Linked DNA regions of Sus scrofa: region 2 is linked to region 1. A link is a contact called in public Hi-C data. All regions are on one chromosome and are shown on one strand. Each heading gives the region's core, a stretch centred on a gene start, on an enhancer-like site or on the middle of the called end of the contact. The rest is flanking DNA. Distances are from core to core; before and after follow the strand shown.

The links. A called contact is a pair of places that touch in the nucleus more often than the background predicts.
Region 2: a Hi-C map of retroperitoneal adipose tissue shows a contact between it and region 1, with 1.7 times the contacts expected there. The contact joins the promoter of C2H11orf96 here to the enhancer-like site in region 1. A contact is called at or near these places in 7 of 47 Hi-C or Micro-C datasets (brain, liver, mesenteric adipose tissue and 3 more) and 1 of 2 datasets of contacts at active chromatin or transcription factors (skeletal muscle).

The regions. Positions count from the first base shown.
Region 1 is chr2:18,339,697-18,345,790 of Sscrofa11.1, reverse strand. All of the region lies in intron 1 of ACCSL (probable inactive 1-aminocyclopropane-1-carboxylate synthase-like protein 2), which reads left to right. Among named protein-coding and RNA genes, the nearest start is that of C2H11orf96, 51 kb to the left of the region's middle. Within about 2 kb of position 3,325, at least 24 of the 83 cell types and tissues checked have an H3K27ac peak or open chromatin away from gene starts, as enhancers often do. A contact at or near this core is called in brain, liver, mesenteric adipose tissue and 1 more, where this site is marked.
Region 2 is chr2:18,391,301-18,397,394 of Sscrofa11.1, reverse strand. It overlaps C2H11orf96, which reads left to right and starts at 3,484. Exons shown (of 1, transcript XM_021085053.1): 1 at 3,484-5,101. The coding sequence starts at 3,484. The coding sequence ends at 4,479. All of the region lies in intron 1 of ACCSL (probable inactive 1-aminocyclopropane-1-carboxylate synthase-like protein 2), which reads left to right.

The DNA of each region.
Region 1 (6,094 bases), core at 2,076-4,575:
TATAGGTGTGTGTGTGTATCTGACTCACGTGGTGGAGGGAGTGAGCTGCATCTTCTGAGCACAGATGTGCCCAGAGCTCAGGCCTGGACCTGGTACACCATAGCCTGAACTCTCTACTGGAGGCCTGGGAGACAAGGGTCCGGGGCTCTGGTCTAGACTTGGCCATGGGATTGCTGGCGGACCTGGAAGTCTCTCCTCCCCTGGTCAGGGCCCCCTGGAACCAATTCTGAGAAGGAGACATGTGTCCAGGGCCACAATCAGGGAGTGGCTCAGGATCCACACTGCAGGACAGGGGAGAAGAAAGCAGGGGTAGGCGGCAGAGCTGAGGCCACAGCCAGCCACCCACCTGCCAGGTCACCCCAAGGATTGGTGGCCTTGCGGTGCATTCTCCAGGGGGTGCTGAGAAGCTCCCCATGTCGGTGAGCCTGTGGCTCCAGCTGCCTGAGAAGGGGCAGGTTGCTGAAGAGGCCCTGTTGGGCTAAGGTTTCCTCCAAAGAGAACAGACCTGGAGGTGGGGGGATCAGTCTTGTCAGCCTGAAAGGGGGTCTGAGACGCAGCGTGGCCCATCTGCCCCCACCAGGGATGATTGCCACTCTTCCCCAAGCACTCCAGGGACTTGAGAAGGTGAGGAGGAGAGAGCAGGGGTTAAGAGGTTTAGAGTAAAGATGCTCCTGGGAAAAACGCAATTACTGCTTCGAATTAATTAGAGAGAAACAGGAGGCCAAGTTTGAATTAGAGACTATTCTTTAAAAGAAAAGAATGTCATGATTTTCATTTAATTCATTCATTCAGAAATACCTATTGCACACCTTCTATGTGCCTGGAACGGGAGATATGGGCCTTTCCTGCGTGAATGCACGTTTTAGTGGGAGAGGCGGACAATCCCCCAGTCAGTGCTGCGAAGGAAGGAGGAGGGAGTGACAGGGGCTGGGGAGCTAGTTCAGATGCTGAGGCAGAGAGGCTGCTCTGAGATCCCCGCACAGGCAGAAGGAGCCAGGAGCCCTGCGGGGGAGGAGTGGGAGCAGGGAACGCTCTGGACTGCGATCATGATATGAAGGGACTCAAGGGGACACGAGTAACTTTTTAAGGAACACTCTGAGCAGATGGAGACGTTATGCTGGGGTCACTTGTAAATCACCCGTTAAATGTTGTTCTTAAAGATAATCTTAAGGGGCTTGGTGAGGGGCAGGGGGAATCAGATCTAGTTTGGATTTCAGCTTCTTAATTCCCTAACTGTGGCTCGAGTGATAATGCAATCTCACAGAGCCTTGGTTTCCTCATCTGTGACACTATTAAGAAGAAAGAACACCAATGACCAGTATCAAGAATGCAAGAGTGGACATAGATGGAACTAGAGACTCTCATACTAAGTGGAGTTAAGTCAGAAAGAGAAAGGCAAATGCCATATGATATCACTTGTAGCTGGAATCGAATATATGGCACAAATGAACCTTTCCACAGAGAAGAAAATCATGGCCTTGGAGAATAGACTTGTGGTTGCCAGGGCAAGGGGGAGGGAGTGGGATGGATGGGGAGCTTGGGGTTAATAGATGCAAACTATTGCCTTTGGAATGGATTAGCAATGAGATCCTGCTGTGTAGCACCAGGAACTATGTCCAGTCACTTATGATGGAGCATGATAATGTGAGAACAAAGAATGTATACATGTATGTGTAACTGGGTCACCATGCTGTACAGTAGGAAAAAAAAATAATGTATTGGGGAAATTAAAAAAAGAGTATTAAAAAAAAAAAAAGAAAGAAAGAGTGGACATAACTAGAGACCCTACAGACATTAAACCAGGAAGGGAATTTTATGAACAGCTTTATGCCAGTATAGCAAAAATTCAGATACAAAAAGTTCTCTGAAAGATGTACATTGCAAAAGTGGATTCAAGAAGAAAAAGAAAAAATTTCAATAGTCTTTAATCAATGAAAGAAAATTAAAAAAAAAAATCTGATTCCCAACCCTGTTTCTGGCACGTGGTAGATGTCCAATACATGCAGGCTTTGTCATGCTCTTGTTCCAAACTATGATACAAGTATTTCCTCATCTTCAGAAACTCCTTACATTATAAAAATATCCTATATAACCTCTCCATTCAATTCTCTCCTCCACCTACTTCTGCCCCTACTAGCCCCCAAAGACATGGTCTGCTTTATTATTAGACTTGATACACAAGACTTTTTTGCTTGTTACTAAAGTTATATTACTTGCCTGCCTTGGGAGAGGATGCCCAGATGCAGGTGTGCAGGCTTAGACCGCCACTAAGAACAAACGAGAGGTTTGGGTGTGCAGAAGCCAGAAGGGTAGGTAATGCACTGCTTCTGCCACTCCACATGCACTTGGCAATGACCTAGCAAGGCTCTGTGTTCAGGGATGCTTCCAGGACACAGCACTGTAGCCAGGCTCTAAATAAATGAGCTGTGACCCAGAGTTCATGGTGTCCAAAAGGACATTTTTCTGTCGATCTTGCCAAGATATTCATTTCAAAGAAGGCCCTGGCTCCTTCAGGGCGCCTTTCCCGTCGGTCACGTGGCTCCCCTGTCAGGATTGTGTTGCACAATTGGCTTTCCAAGCAGAGGTCGAGTCCTGTCTCTTTCCTGTCACAGCATTTCCCAGCCAAGGGAAATTGTTCTAAGCCTGGCCATCAGCCTTAGATGTAACGAGCAGGTGGCGAGCGTCTGCTGGACTGAGCAGAGGCTCTGGGAAATGGAGGAGGCTCCCGTGGGACCACTTAGCATGGGGCCACCAGAGGGGTGGCCTTGGGCAGGTGCAGTGGAGGTGGGGTGAGGGCTTTCAGATCACAGCCTGGGGGAAGCTCAAAGCTGGGGTCCCAGGACCTTCAAATCAGAGAGACACTCAAAAAAAGGCAGCGTTGCCAGAGGACTGCCCAGTTTCTCCCAGCTTCCCATTTGTCAGATGGGGAAACTGAGGCCCAGGGGAGAGAAAGGGAGCTGGCTAACGCAGCACAGTGGGTTCTTTCCAGACTCCTCCACAGAGCCTGTGGCATGATCTGGAGGACCTTGTTGTCAGAGGGTAAGCCTGGATTGCAGAGCGTGGAACAGCGTGGAGGGTGAGTGGCTTTCCCATGGCTGTGTAGAGAGGTTCCCTGTGCATGGCCTTGGATGTGACCTGGGCTTTCCCCGGTGCTGCACTCTTTTTCCGCCAGCTGTCACAAAGCCCACAGTGCCACCATCCGTGCTCCTTTCTAGTGGTTTCTCTGCTGTTCTGTTTGAAAGGCAATGTCCCAGGGGACCAGAACACTCCCAGACTCTTTATGAATTCTGGTTGTGCCTACACGGCTCTCCAGGCTTCTTCCCTCGCTTCCTGTGGGGAGCAGCAATCAGATGGGCCCTGCCTCCGCCCACCTCCCCGGGTAGTTTGAAGGATCACTCAAGATAATGGCAGGCAGCGTGTTTTGAGAACTGAAGTGCAGCGCCTGTGTAAGAGGTGATTCTGGTTAATGATTTATGCCTGGAGGCTGTGTTTCCCGGCAGGAAGCTGGCAGGAGGGAAGGAGAGCGAAGCAAGAGATGGGAGAGCCAGAAGCCAGCAGGGAAGTTTCCCGAGGGACCAGCCTGCGCCATTTCCTTAGGTGGGGTCTGTCATGGGGGGCTTGATTTCCAGCTCCATCCACATCCAGCAGCCTCTCCCCACTCAGTTTATTTCACAAATATTTACTGAGCACTTCCCCTACCTCCCTGCCCACCAGCCCAGTTCTGGCCTCGATGCTGAGAACAGGGTTAGGAACAAAGCCAGACTCAGCTCCTGTCCTCGAGGCACACGGCAAACAGGAAATAGAAACGCGAGAGCATCACAGTTGTTGTCATTGCTGTGAATATGCAACTGCCCCCTTCACACCTCCCCTTGGACGTCTAAAGGCATCTCTAACTTGACTTGTCCGAAGCCAAGCATTTCATTCCACTGTCTGCCAATCTTGTTAAATGCCATCCACCAGGTTACTAAAGCCAAAGCCATTCTTATTTCTCCCTCTCTCATAGTCGCTGACTACTTCCACAAGCCCCGTCATTTCTGCCACCTGAAGTTATCTTCAGGCAGCCCGCTTTTACCAACAACACTGCCACCCTTCAGGTGACAGCATCTCTCATCCTGATCATTGCACAGCCTCTTTCTCATCTCACCCTTATCTACCCTTTATTCAGAGCAAAATACGGTCTTAAAACATAAATTAGATCACCCCAATCCTCCTGCTTATAGCCCTTCCCTGGTTCCCTGGTACTTTCAGAATAAGACCCTTGGATTGCCTCACAGACCTTACTAGAGCCTCCCCCTGCTCCATCAAGGAGCTCAAGCTATCCATTGTAGCCTTTCATTGGTGACACTGCTGAGATCTTGCTAACCTCAGGGCCTTTGCACCTGCTGTTTCCACTGCCTGGAAAAGCCCTTTCTCTAGAGCAGTTCCTTCTCTCTCTGTGGACTCAGCCTAAATGCCACCTCTGCAGAGAAGCAATCTAGACCCCTCCCTGCCCTTCTTTCCACTCAGTGCATCCTAATTGCAATTGGTCATCCCTTATTCCTTTGCTCGCTTGTGTGTTGGCTGTCTCTCCCACAAGTGCAGGAAGCTTGTTTGGATGGTTTGCTGGGTGAATTCCATGGTCAGCATGTGACACCCCCCTAATAAACATCTGTTAACTGAATGAAGGGCTGTGTTCCCTCACCACTCCCATCTCAGAAGAGTAAATAAATTTTAGTGATGCCTCCACTCCAAGAACTGGCATGATGTGGGCCCTGCAGGACCCAGGACCCTGTTCCCTCACTCTAGTGTCCTGGTCCCCTAGATTCTCCTTTAAGAAGAGCTATTTAATGGATCCTCAGTTCCCCCTGTCACTGTGTTAGGGGAACGTGCATCAGGATTTTTGCAAATGTACCTATGCGTGCATGTGTTTCTTCTAAACTTCCTGACAACCTGGAGTCAGGAGACCTGGGCCTAGGTGTGAGCTCTGCCACCAACCTCCTGTGTATCTTTGGTCAGGCCTCTGCTGCATTCCTGTACCAAAGGGGAAATGAGGGCTGGACCTAATGGACCGACTTCTTGATTCCATCAGAAGTGGCATGGGTACGCGGCCCCGGAGGGAGCAGGTGGGCTGTAGAATGCTGACCCCCAGTCGGCAAACTCGTCTCAGTTTCACTCACAGCAAGGAGATGACTGTTCTGTGGGTTTCCTGCTGGCCTGTGGTCATTGTCCAGCCCCAGCTAGAGTCTGGGAATGGAGGGAATTGGGACAGGAAGTGAAATCTGGGTCACCAGCCCACCCAGCCTCCCCACTCCCCCAGCCACATTCCCAGGCTCGCTCTCCTCCTCTGAGCCAAGCCTTCATCCTGGACCATGGTGGTGGCCCACACCCCGGGCAGTATCTGTCTCTGTCCATGGGAGGAGGGGGGAGCACAGGGCGGGAGGCCTAGCAGACTTCCCAAAATAGGCCCACATCTCTTCCCAAGTGAACACAATCCAGATAATCCAGCACTCTGAAGTTCAAGGCCAAGGCGGGGCGGAGGTCCCCGCAGAAGGGGGTCTGAGGCTGGGAGATGGCAGAACAATGATGTGCACTTGGCAGGCAGAGAAGATTTTCCCTGCAGGCACTTGAGGCGGATGCCTCTCCCCCCCCCACCTCCTGCAGGGAATTTCCTTGGGCCAAGGACCTGCAGACCCTGGAAGAAGCTGCAGGGAAACTGATTTTCCTAGTTTCTGTCCCAGAGGTCAGATATGCAGCCCCACACCAATCCCAACAAAAGAAAACAGGATGGATGAAGTCCCTTGATGTTCTAGCCTCGGGCAAGAGTTTCCATGTGTGAAACCCTTTTTCCTATGGACTTGATCTCAGTAGAAAACCGCCTTCCCCCTTTCAAGGACATCAGTTTATGAAAGGAATTCATACCATGGTATAGACAACTCCCTGCTGGCTTTCACCTGCCCAGTGTATTTGACTGTGAACTCTTGGTGGGGGATCTGGCATTGCTGTGAGCTGTGGTGTAGATCGAAGTTGTGGCTCCCATCTGGTGTGTCTGTGGCTGTGGTGTAGGCCAGCAGCTGTAGCTCTGATTCGACCCCTAGCCTGGGAATTTCCGTATGCT
Region 2 (6,094 bases), core at 2,235-4,734, 51 kb before region 1:
ATCCACCCTCTAGAACAGAGAGGACTTCCCGCCCTGGTGGGAAGGCCCCTGGTCCTGTGTCTCCCCGGCCCTGGGCTTTGGCCTTGGGAAGTTCCTTCTCGTCTGTGGCTCTCCACTACCACCCAACAGGGGTTGAACGTTGGTCCTCTCATGAGTTTGTTTAGGGACGTCATGGGCTTTTAAAGTCCAGCCTTGCAGTTTTGTTGGTAATAACAATTCCTTCAGAAACGTAGTAGGCTTTGGGTCTTTTTACTTCTGGTCCGTTCCATATGCAGTAACCACACCCCAAATTCGTTTCTTGATAGAGTTTTTAAGTCTGTCTGTGTTGCCCAACCCATCTTTCTCTCTCATTTTAAGGAAAGTTACCCTAAAGACATCTGAAATAATAGACTTGGATGACAAAGCAACACCCCCTAATAGAATATTTTGCCACAAGGGTGATCCATTTGTTTGTTTGGCCTAATAGACAGGCTTGGAGAAAGGCTCTGAGCCACGATGGTCTAATCTGCACTTTGGACAAAACCAGTTGGTCTCTCCAACCCTGAGGACAGTGACTTTTCTATAGGTTCTCCTTTTCTCTCCATCTCTTCTTGCAAACTAGCCAATCTCTTTCCTGTAATATCTTCCCAATGGCAGCATCCAGCCGCCAACACAGGCAAATGTTTTTGCTCTTTCCAAGCATTTTTCTAGAATTAGAGGCTCAAGTAGGCATGTGGTCTGCCTTCCTAATGATCTCAGGTAATGTTTTCTTTTTCGTTTTTTATTTTTATTTTTTTATTTTTTGCTTTTCAGGGCCGCACCCGTGGCATATGGAGGTTCCCAGGCTAGGGGCTGAATCGGAGCTACAGCCACAGCAACATCAGATCTGAGCTGTGTCTGCAATCCACACCACAGCTCATGGCAACGCCGGATCCTTAACCCACTGAGTGAGGCCAGGGATGGAACCCGCAACCTCATGGTTCCTACTCAGATTTCTTAACACTGCACCAGGATGGGAACTCCCAGGTAACATTTTTAATAGATGTTTTGCCACAGCATAACAAGAGTCACTGGTTTTCCATTCTCCAATATTTGTTTCCATGTTGCTCACCACCTGTTGGCTAAGCCAGTGCCACACATTTTAGGGGTTTTGTACATGGCAGCTTCCCATTCCGGTCCCAATTTCTATATCAGAGTTTTGCTAAGATGCTGTTGAAAGGAACTCTAAAATACAGTGGCCTTAGGATTATAGGAATTAATTTTTCCTTCACATAATGCAGTTCCGATATGATCATTTTAGGCCTTGGTGCTTAGTGGATTTGGATGGATAACTTGCAGACCCCACAATGACTCTTCCCTCCCCAACCTTCTCTTCCCCACAACATTCCCTATCAATCAATGGCACCACCATCTAACATTTGCTCAGGCCAAATACAAATATGTCAACCTGGATTTTCACCCCTTCCCCCCAACACTGCCCCCCCCATTGAATCCATCAGCAAGTCCTCTCAATTCAATTTTCAGAAAGATCCCAAATCTGACCGTTTCCCTACCTCTCTGTTTTCTTCACTCTAATCCATGTCTTCAATGTCTTGTATCTGGGGGTCATAGGTGGGCTCCCTGCTTCTTCCCCCAACCCCTTTCCCGTTACTCCCCGCATGGCAACCAGAGTGAGCTTTTCCAAACATAAAATGGAACATGTAGCGCCTGAGCACAGAACCCTCCAGTGCTGTACCATTGCCCTTAGGATAAAATGCTACCTCCTTAACATGGCCATCGAGGCCTCCGTGACTGTCTTACTTCTTGTGCCCCTTGCCCTCTCTGCTTTAGCCACATAGGTCTTCTTGCTGTTCCTGGAATAAGCCAGGCTTCCTCCTGCCTCTATGCCCTTGCACCACGTTCCCTCTGCCCTAAACACTCTCCTCCCAGTTGTCACACACTGGTTCCTTCTTTGTCCTCCACAGGGCAAAGGGCTTCAGCATAATGGATAAACAAGAGGCCTTAGGAACTAAGTCGTCTGGGTTTGAATCTCAGCTCTGCTATTAACTAACTGTGTGACCTTAGGGGAAGTTGCTTAGCTTCTCTGTGCCTTCGCTTTCCTATCTGTAAATGAGCATAATAGGAGTTCCCGTCATGGCTCAGCAGAAATGAATCTGACTAGCATCCATGAGGACACAGGTTCCATCCTTGGCCTCGCTCAGTAGGTTAAGATCCAGCATTGCTGCAAGCTGTGGTGTAGGTCGCAGATGTGGCTCAGATCCCGCATTGCTGTGGCTGTGGTGTAGGCTGGCAGCTACAGCCCTGATTTGATCTCTAGCCTGGGAACTGCCACATGCCACAGGTGCAGCCCTAAAAAGACCAAAATAAATAAATAAATAATAAAAATACTTGTTACCTGGAGTTGCTGAGAGGATTAAACAAAATAATGAGCACATTAAACGAATTAATGCATAAACAGTACTCAAAGCATGGCATCTGTTAAGCACTTAGTAGTGCTATTATTGTCCTTCTGAGGACACCTTAAATATCACCCACTCCAAAGAGCCTTTTGTGCGCCATCCCCCAGCATCTCTCCATCTGCATCCCTATCACCACCCACAGCTCATTTCTTGTTTAGGTGTTTAGTGTCTGCTCTGCTCCCTTCCCTGGACTGTAACTTTCCCAAAGGCGGGGACCCTCCTGAACCAGTACTTAGTATGTTCTCAATAAGTCTTTGTCGGATGGCTATGGAAGGAATGGCGGCCAATTTCCATTGATTTCCTCCTTTCCCAGCCTTCCCATGAGCCTTGCTGGATGCTAGCACCCCAGGCCCACATGTCAGAGCAATGCTTATTTATGGTTTCCTCTTGGGAATGTGGGAAACCCAGGCAGAGGATCTGCTCTGAGAAGCCTTGGGGGCATTGGTGGCTCTCAGCCCTTAGCAGGACTCAGCATTGGTGGCTCTCAGCCCCTGGGGTTGAGCCCCCTTGGTGCCATCAGCCTCTAGTGGACGAATTGCTTCTCCTCTCTGTGCCTCCGTTCTCTCATATGTAAAACTGGGAGACTACCAATTACCTCGCAGGGCTGTTAGGAAGATTAAGTAGGATAATATATGTAAAGCAAAGCTCACTGCCTGGCTTGGAGTAATGCTCTCCAGATGGTTACTTATCATTATTGTTGTTGTTGTTAGTCCCATATCTAAGTGTCATTCTTTGAGCATGAATGTGGGTGCTCAAGGGACTTGGAGGGTGCAAGTAGTGAGGAGACAAACATAGAGAAGACAATTAGGGAAGCGAAGTGGAATGGAATAATCCAGTGTGTTTGTATTTGTGTGTGTGTGTGTGTGTGTGTGTGTATGTGTCTGGGAGTGCTGGCATGAGTCCAGAGAAGAAATCCAGCCCTTCCTCCAGACTCAGTTTTGGGGAGCCAGGTGGCATGGCTCTCCCTGCAGCAAGGAGACTGGGAGCTGCCTCCGCTCCGCGCGCAGCGCAGAACCCTCCGCAGCATAACCAAGCGTCTTGATTGTGTGCCTCTGGGATTAGGAGGCTGGAGAGGGGGACCTGCGTCCCCGCGGCTACCACGTTTCCTCCAGGCTTGGGGGAGGCCCAGGACAAGACCCTGCACCTGGGCCGCCCGCCCCTGCACAGCCGCGTGCTTCGGGGCCTTGGATGCTCCCGGAACCCCCGCGGGCGGGGCCCGCCTTCCGGAGCCGGGTTGGCGGGCGGCGCTGGGGAAAGGGCCGCTACTTTCCCAGCGTGGCGGGGCGACGTCAGGCGGAAGGGCGCGGGGCGCACACGCTTTAAATGGCATTCGCTGTCATCCGAGCTCGCAGCCGTGTGGGCAGGAGCCGGCTATATAAGCGGTGGGCCGGGCCGCCGCGGGGCAGACGGCGACAGCAGCGGCGGCGAGCGCCTCGGAGCGCAGCGGAGCAGCATCCCCCAGAGCCCCGTTCCCCACGACGGGCCCGCCTGCCCGCCCTCCCGAGGAGCGCCGACCCGGGCCCGCGAGGGCCGCCGCCACCCCACAGCAGATTTGGATCCCCCGCCCGGCGAGCCCCAGGCTGCTGCCTCCCGGGGGGCCCCGGCGCAGCGGCCGCCCCTGGAGAGCCCCGGCGCCCCGCCGCCCGGCCCCGAAGACACGGGCAGCGCCATGGCGGCCGCCAAGCCCAGCGAGCTGATGGGCATCTGCTCCAGCTACCAGGCGGTGATGCCGCACTTCGTGTGCCTGGCCGACGAGTTCCCGCAGCCCGTGCGGCCCGCCAAGCTGTCCAAGGGCAAGGGTCGGCTGCGGCGGCCGCGCCAGTCCCGCTTCAAGACGCAGCCGGTGACCTTCGACGAGATCCAGGAGGTGGAGGAGGAGGGAGTGTCCCCCATGGAGGAGGAGAAGGCCAAGAAGTCGTTCCTGCAGAGCCTGGAGTGCCTGCGCCGCAGCACGCAGAGCCTGTCGCTGCAGCGGGAGCAACTCACCAGCTGCAAACTGAGGAACAGCCTGGACTCTAGCGACTCCGACTCGGCCCTGTGAGGGGCGCCGCCCGCAGCCGGGACACACGCGCCTCGGAGGCCCGCCGGCGACCGGCGTTCGAACCCGAGAGAGCCCGCGCCCGCCTCCCCGGGGCCCAGGAAGACCGGGAACCAGCGCCCCTCGAGCACTTGGACCTTCGCTCGGCTGCGAACTGGTTGGGGCGCCTTGCGCCGCGCCGCGCTCACCCTCGGGCGACAGGGAGGGGGGCCGCTTTCTTTGCCCTTGTAAATGTTTATTTTTAAACTCCTTCCAGTACGAACTCTGCTGTGAGTGTGTGCGGGGACGCGCCCGCGCCGAGTCGCCCCGGGTCACCAGGGCTTCTCGGAGAGCAGCTCCACGCCCTTGTCCGATGGTTGCAACTCCGACTTTGCACACCGCTCCACCGTGCCCCCCAGCGCACTCCCGTTCACACTCACGCCGACACACTCTCGCTGAACACTTTTGTAATTGTTAGGCTCGGCCGATGGGACTTGGAGCGCAGCTCAGTTGCTGCTGTGGCCGAAGGATTGATATTTATTTTTGCATTGCGATGGCTGACGGCGTTTATTTAACGATCTTTTTACCTGATATGTCTGTGAGGCTCCCGAACGGAGACAAATAAAGTCAATATATTTGCACAGTGCATTTCTCAAGGCTCTTGACTTCTTGAACCTTGGGGGTTCAGGCTCTCAAGACAGGGGGAGGATTGGGGAAGATTAGCTGGAATGGGGGGCCAGGAATCCCCGGGTGTAGAAAACGTCACCAGAACGAGGTCGCGTCTTGGGTGCATGGGTCCATTACCTGCCTCCCCGACTGAACGACTGAATACACCGGGCCCAGAGCGCTCCCACCTCTTGGGTCTGTTCCCCACTTTGTCCAGGATGGGGTGGATGGAGGCGAAGGTTGGTGATGTGAGGATGGAAAGCGCCTGCCTGGGTGCATTTGACCTCTCAGGGAGACCCTGGTCGGGATCGTCGCCCTGTACCCACTGCAGAAGACCTCGCTCACCCCATGCCCTTTCCAGGTGGAGAGTGGGGAATGCCCGCGCCAGCAATGCGAGACCCGGGCGGGAATATGTGTGTGTGTGTGTGGGGGGGGGATCCGAGGGAGAGCTGGGAGCCCGAGAGAGAGTGAGTGTGCACTCAAAGTCTCTTTTAGGTGAGGGCCCCCCTGCTGTCCCCTCTGACTCAGCGTAGTGGCCGGCGCCCCAGCGCGGTGGGGAGCAAACAGCGACTGTTTCTGTTCTTTGGTTCTTTTCTCCAGTTCTTTCCTTTTGCCCTTTTTAAGGTTCCACAAGGAATCTGTCTTTGGTCAGAACCTGAAGGGCACTCGGATACCACGGAGATCCCCCCAGCCCCCGCCTTTGTTTACAGATGAGTAAACAAACCTTGCAGCGAGGGAAAGGTCACATGAAGTGTAGGGCTGGGCAGCCAGCTCTCCTGACTCCGCGTCCAGTGCTCCTTCGGTCACACCACTCTTTCTCCACTGCTTTCCAGAAGCTGCCCTCATCCCTAATCTATACCCTAAATCCTCTGGGTTGGCAGCCTGGCAGCAGGAGGCGATCAGGGTAATAAACAACATTCGGTTGAGGAAGGCCGATCCGCACACTTGGGGCCTCCTCCCCAGCCCACCCCTT